Regions from separate parts of the Pan troglodytes genome. Here region 1 is linked to region 2. A link is a contact called in public Hi-C data. All regions are on one chromosome and are shown on one strand. Each heading gives the region's core, a stretch centred on a gene start, on an enhancer-like site or on the middle of the called end of the contact. The rest is flanking DNA. Distances are from core to core; before and after follow the strand shown. Region 1 holds the start of LOC107966650 (protein C-mannosyl-transferase DPY19L1-like). Region 2 holds the start of LSM5 (LSM5 homolog, U6 small nuclear RNA and mRNA degradation associated).

Region 1 (3,367 bases), core at 704-3,203, 170 kb before region 2:
ACCTCTCCCACTGCTCTGCTTGTGCAGCTGCTTACTTAGCAGCCCTGCCTTTGATTGCTTGATTTGTTTTGAATCTTAGGATGGTGAAATGATGCATGAAACCACCCAGGGTTTTCACAGACCAGGGCTGTGACTGGCCAGAGAGGACTCTGGTGCTGTCTTTTTGAACTTCATTTTCTTTGTATCGTTCTCCCCTGATTACTGCTGCCTCTGTCTTCAGAGTTCCTACTACTCTCCTTAAAACTGGAGCTGAAGGATAGACAAAAATTCCTTTGCCTAAGGTAAGAGAAATATGGTAGAATTATAAAAGTACTTAAGTTGATTTTTAGATCTTATGTTAGACTCTGAGTTCTTCCCCATTCAGTATCCTATCCGAGGTTGCCCCCAAAATACCCCATTAGCTTTTTAGACTCTTCAGCCTTTGATTCCATCTAGATCAAGTGCCGTCGGAGGAGGTCTTCTGGAGAAAACAGTGGGCAGTGAGTGTGGCTGATGAGTCATCCTGGGGCAGACAGAACAATGCCCCCGCGGAGTGTCTCATTATTGACTGACAGCTGCCCAGTCACTGCTGCCTACTTGGACTTTGGTTTATTGTACCCCATGCAATACTTTTACTGGAACTTTACTTTTAAATTATCCCTTCAGTTTATGTTGAGGCTCTTGTCAGAAACAGCTGTGTGAAATTCCTTACTTTATTTTATGCATTGTTATCATATGAGTGTATTATCTGTGACCCAGTAAATAAATAACTAGTAAAAAAAATACTTTTTTATGTGTAAAATGTTAGGACTATGGAATTGTGTAAAATCTTTATATACATTTTTAAAGATTAGTAAAATGAATACTTACATACCCATGACACAGATTAAAAAAATAAATAAATTATCAGAGCTTTCATACCCTTAAAATTCCTTCTTAATGCATTCTCTTTCCTTCCCTCAACCCTCAGAGGAAATGGCATCCTAACTTTTGGACCAATGTTTTCCTTGTTTTTCTTTATGATTATGCCACTCATGTGTATATATTAAATATGGTGTGTTTAGTTTTGAAAAACTGAGTATCAGGCACAAACCTAGCTGCTTAAGGGGAGGACACTATTGCCCTTGTTAGATGAAAGTTCCCAGAAGAAGAGAATTTCTGAGTCATGGTCTTTAGGTTCCCTGAGGGAACTTTCTGAGGCTGTCAGGAGCTCAGCTGAGCTAGGGGAGGGAGCTGAGCTGCCAGGTATTGGAGTGGCTGGTTAAAGCGACAAGGCAAAAGTGAGAGTTAAGCCTTTAATCATTTACTGTAATGGTATAAGTGAGATGTGACGATCAGGATGTCTCACCCCCATCAAAAGGGAACAAAAGGCTCCTGCAGTTTATGGTTCTTGAGGTGGTGGGGCAAAGGAGAAGGGCCAGGAGCCAAAGAGTGCAGAGTCTGAGTCAGAGTGGGGAGCAGCCTCTTCAAGGAGCCCCTCTCTGCCAGCAGAGAATGGGACCAGGAAATAAAGGTGCCTGGGCTAGGAAGGCAAATATAAGAAGAGCTTTATCACCCAGAAATGGCTGAGTCGTTGACTGCAACTCCCCTGAGAGACTACAGTACACTGGCTCTGCACCAAGCCTGGTGTGTGAAGGTCTTCTTTTCCCTGTGAGGCCTGCCAGGCAAAGCCTTGCATATGGCCAGGCCTGAGAAATCCCATATAGATTTTCAACCAGCAGCCTGATTCCTAAGGACATCAGTAGGCAAGGTCATGAGCTAGTCCTGGGATAAATGTGGGACTCAGTCGGTAGGGACATCTGGCAGAAATGTAGTAGCCAGGTACTGAATATCCAGCAGAAATATCATGAGGGGAAGAGCTGTTCCCTCTTTCTAAATTTACCACTGTTTACCCTGGCTCTCTGGAGCATATCAAAGCAGAACAACTTCTGTGAGTGACGTAAGTGTCTTTAACTGATGCCAGCGGTAAAGCATGTGGAGCCAAGATAAAATACAGACAAGAATCTGGTCCAGGCTCATCCAGGCTCACACAAATAAAATGGGGAGATTTTGGGCATGAGTCAGTAAGTACTTGGTTCTGGACTGGCTACCTTCCATGGTTTGTGTACATCTGTCCTCTTGGCATCCCATTGGGATTTCCTTGACTGCTCTCCCCTGTTGGATCTCTTGTGCCCTTATCCTGTTTGTTCTTCTTTCTTGGTTTATTTTCTCACTTTGGTAGACCTCATCTTCTAGTAAGTAGGTCTTGAGAGTAGATAGCTGGGAGGTAAACATTTATGAAACTTTGCATATTTGAAAATGTCTTTATTTGCTTTCGTATTTGGTTCACTGTTTGGCCAAGTATTGAACTCTAGATTTGAAAACATTGTCGTTTGCTTCAGATGGTGCTATTCAGATGTTCCGAAGTTATTTGGATTTCTAAACCTTTGTATGTGACCTTTGCTTCCCCTTCCTCTCTCTGGAAGATTGTAGAATATCTTTGTCTCTATGGTTCTGAAATTTCAGAGCAATACCATCTCAGTGTAGATCTGCTTTTATGTGTTCTCTTAGACACTTGATGGGTTGTTTCAATCTTGTAACTCATGCCTTTGATTTCTGGGAATTTTCTTGAATTATTTCTATACTTATTTCATTCCCTTTGTTTTCTGATTCAGAACTTTTATTGTTTGGATGTTCATAGTTCCCAGTCCTCTAATTTTATTTTATTTTCTTTTTTTCCTCCCATTTTTAAGCTCTTTGGCTTTGTTTTACATTCTAGAACATTTTATCAGCCTTATTTTTTCCAACTGTTCTAATGAGTTTTTATTTTTCATTATCATGCTTTTAATTTCCAAGTAGTTTTGTTTGTTCTATAAACATTCCTTTCTAAAAAATAGTATTTTATTTTTGTTTCATGGATTCAACACATTTTCTCTCTAAGGGTATTAATGATGTTTTTACCCTCCCAGAATAATCTTGGCATCTTCTAGCTTGTGTTTTTTGTTTGTTTGTTTGTTTGTTTTGAGCCGGAGTCTCACTCTGTTACCAGGCTGGAGTGCAATCGCATGATCTCGGCTCACTGCAACCTTCACCCCCTGGGTTCAAGCAATTTTCTCTTGCCTCAGCCTCCCAAGTAGCTGGGACTACAGGCACGTGCCACCACGCCCAGCCAATTTTTGTATTTTTTAGTTGAGATGGGGTTTCACCATGTTGGCCAGGATTGTCTCAGTCTCTTGACCTGGTGATCCGCTCGCCTCAGCCTCCCAAAGTGCTGGGATTACAGGTCTGAGCCACCGTGCCCAGCCTAGCTTGTTTTTTTAAACATCTTTTGGTCTCTACCTTCCATGTTAGGTGCTTTCCTTAGATGTCTGGCAAACTTAGGCTGTCATGATTAAGGCTAGAAGACCGA
Region 2 (3,475 bases), core at 834-3,333:
CGGCTTCAAGCGACTCTCGTGCCTCAGCCTCCCAAGTAGCTGGGATCACAGGCATGTGCCACCACGCGCAGCTAATTTTGTATTTTTAGTAGAGGCGGGGTTTCACCGTGTTGTCCAGGCTGGTTTCGAACTCCTCACCTCAGGTGATCCACCCGCCTCGGCCTCCCAAAGTGCTGGGATTGAGACAGGGTCTTGCTCTCTCACCCAGGCTGGAGTGCAGTGGTGGGATCAAGGGTCACTAGCCTCAGCCTCCTGGGCTCAAGCGATGTTCCCACCTTAGCCTCCCGAGTAGCTGGGACTACAAGTGCGCTATCACATGCAACTAATTTTTTAATTTTTTTGTGGAGACAGTGTTTCCCTTTGTTATCTAAGCTGGTCTCAAACTCCTGAGCTCAAGTGAGCCTTTCATATCAGTCTCTAAAAGTGCTGGCATTACAGGTGTGAGGATATATTTCAAAATTACGCACAAACACGATTTTTTCACTCCCATCACTTTTCTGTTATTCCCTAGAGAACTTAATTTTTGCCAATAAGTCTTCTAAAATGTTACATTTCCTGTGGAATGCAAGAAACTAAATGCTTCATTAGCTAGTGGTGGCAATTACTATTTTTAATACTTCAAAAAAGCATTTCAATTTACTGTTCACTAGCACATTATGACATCATTCCCTTCCAGTGTTTGCTTGCTCATTCAATAACCCTGTTTCTATTTTGTTCTCTTGCCTTCAATACATAGATTGCAAATATTCCATTTCAGATGCTGCATGAAAGATTCAGTGAGGCTGCTGAAAAACGCCTTTATATTTGAACGGTTTGGTAATACACTTTCTCTTATTGCGGTTGATATGGAGAGATTAATCTCTCACCAAAAGGCAAAATCTGGAGAAGATGAAATAGCAAAACTAAGGACCAATGGGAAGGGGGAGGCAAGGTCAATCGACAACCGTACCTAACAGGACAGATTCCAAGGCTTCCATCAGATAAACAAAGGAAGCTGATTTTTCTACGGAGGCTGCATGTGCTGCAAGCTACCTGAAGCATTAGTATGCAAGCCCACTGAGCCTATTACCTTGAAAGCAGAGTCCAAGCACTGAATTTTTCTAGACTCCCATTATAGGTGGACACCCAGAAAGCCAGTGGAGACAATGATGGACGGGGAAGAGAGTGGGGCCGGTCTTCGATGCTTTCCTCCCACTCCACCAAAGCAGGAGTTAAAAACCTACAACCTACACATATCAACCAGCTCCTCCGCTGCTCACAACCATTTTTCAGGGACAGAAGGAAGAGGTTGTGGGGGCTGGGCTTCATGTGGGGCGGGTGGGAGGAGCTGCAAAGGAGTCAGGTTGAGAGGCGAAGGGTCGCGGGCGCTGTGGGGAGGACTGCTCGACGCGAGCTGAGCACACAGAAGCAGGGCAGGGGGGCCCCGGAAGGGGCGAACGCCCGAACGGCTGGGGGCGGGGGCGGGCCCTTTCCTCACCTGGCAGCCCTTCTTGTGGTGAAATCCGACCACCACGATGTGCAGTACGGGCCCCCGGGGGACGCCATCCCCGCCTCTCCTGGCCTTCTCCATGGGCGGCCGCCGCGGGCCCGCACGACGACTTCGACCGCCAAGGGCAGCGGGTCTGACGACCCCACCGTGTGCGGAAAGCCGCGGACTTCGGGTGTCAGCGAGCACAGCACATGAGGGCCGCACAGGGAGATCGGTGGAGGCAAAGCAGCTCCCGCCGCCCCCAGGGCCACAGCCGCCCTTCCCTCATCCGCTTCCGCAGCTTCCGGGCTGTCACCTGACATGGCGGCCGCCGCCGGCGAGGCAGGGCTGGGCAAGGCCGGGAGGGCCCTGACGGGGCGGGGTCTGAGAGGCCGAGGTGGAGCCTGGGGGAGCGGGGTGGGTCTAGGAGAGGAGAGATCGACTCTGTGGGGCGGGGAGGAGCGGGGGGAGGAGCGGGGGGAGGAGCGGGGGGAGGAGCGGGGGGAGGAGCGGGGGGAGGAGCGGGGGGAGGAGCGGGGGGAGGAGCGGGGGGAGGAGCGGGGGGAGGAGCGGGGGGTCCGGGGGGCAGGCGGGTCCGGGTGGGACTTGACGGGGAGCGGCGGGGTGGGGCTTACGTGACCCGGGCGGCTGGGCTTGCAGAACCTGTGGTGTCCGCGGGACCTGGAGGTGCGGCGTGGCACACCTGCTTTTTCCTCCCTGGATTCAATCTCAAAGCACTTCCTTCTCTTTTGCCTTCTTTTTTTCCTCAAAGTTTTCCCACTTCCCTCTTCTCTTCTGTTTTCCTTGCTTTTTCACATCTTTTCGGTTCACTCTCCGAGTGTCCGATTCCTTCACCTCCTTGCCTTTGCCTCTGTGGCCCCCGTCCTTATTCTTAAATATGTAGTAACATGGAGCATACTGGTGAGGTTGCGTATCTGTGTATTCAGCCTTTAAATTACTTGCTTACCCGAGAATTCTTGTTTGTTTCTTTCTAGAGTTTTTTTTTCTTCGTTTAAATATTATGTGTAGGAATCTGAGACGCATTTAAAACCTGAAACAGAATATCCTTGACAACAAAGGAAGTTTACTTGGATACGTGTAAAATGATTATTCTAGTCCTGCGATTTTATAAGAATATTCTTTTCATACCATCTCATTTTGGGTGTAGTACTCTGGTCAATACAAAATATATGGGCTCTGTTGTCACCAGGGTTTTTAAATTCCTTTACTGATTGTACTACGATTTTTTTTTAAGCAGTGAATCTCATGTCAATTTAAAGTGCATTATAGAAAAGATTTAACAAGTCTTATCTAGGACAGTTTTCAAATAACCTAAAGGATAAGTGTCTGCTTCAAATAGAATTCGAGATTACTACAGTAACTGTGATATTTTGCACTTCTGGTCTTGAAAAGTAAGGAGCTCTGTTCTAATCTAAGCATAGCTGAGAAAAACAGTAGGCTTCCTAAATCAAATTTAGTTTCTGTGATTCAGTAGAACTGTTTTAATGCTAATACTGCAGACATTTTTCAAGATGCTGCTATACATTTCTTTTCTGTATTACAAAATTATTGGCATTGGCTCAGAAAACTGTTTAAAACTATATTGCTCCCTGTATGCAGAATATATTAACTGTTTTATTAATATATTAACTGTTTTGAGCTGTCAGCTGTGTGATGTGTTAACTATTAATATTTTCTTGATATAACCTGTCTTGATATTTTCCACAATTGGCATGGCTAAAATTACTGTCTAATTGAACACCTTTTAAAGATGTATATAAGGGCCGGGTGTGGTGGCTCACGCCTGTAATCACAGCACTTTGGGAGGCCAAGGCAGGCAGATCACCTGAGGTCAGGAGTTCTAGACCAGCCTGGCTAACATGGTAAAACCCCCTCTCTAGTACAAAATACAAAAATTAGACCTGTAATCCCAGCTACTCGGACGGCTAAGACAGGAGAATTGCTTGAACCCGGGAGGTGGAGGTTGCAGTGAGCCAAGATTGCACC

Evidence for each region. Hi-C and Micro-C count contacts between places; a contact is called where the count stands out from the background.
Region 1: a Hi-C map of induced pluripotent stem cells shows a contact between it and region 2, with 2.1 times the contacts expected there. The contact joins the promoter of LOC107966650 here to the promoter of LSM5 in region 2. A contact is called at or near these places in 2 of 7 Hi-C or Micro-C datasets (induced pluripotent stem cells and stem cell-derived neural progenitor cells).

What each region holds. Positions count from the first base shown.
Region 1 is chr6:38,431,825-38,435,191 of NHGRI_mPanTro3-v2.0_pri, reverse strand. It overlaps LOC107966650 (protein C-mannosyl-transferase DPY19L1-like), which reads left to right and starts at 1,953. Exons shown (of 12, transcript XR_010158431.1): 1 at 1,953-2,042.
Region 2 is chr6:38,259,336-38,262,810 of NHGRI_mPanTro3-v2.0_pri, reverse strand. It overlaps LSM5 (LSM5 homolog, U6 small nuclear RNA and mRNA degradation associated), which reads left to right and starts at 2,083. Exons shown (of 5, transcript XM_016957243.4): 1 at 2,083-2,155. AVL9 (AVL9 cell migration associated) reads right to left here and starts at 2,048. Exons shown (of 18, transcript XR_010158419.1): 1 at 1,478-2,048.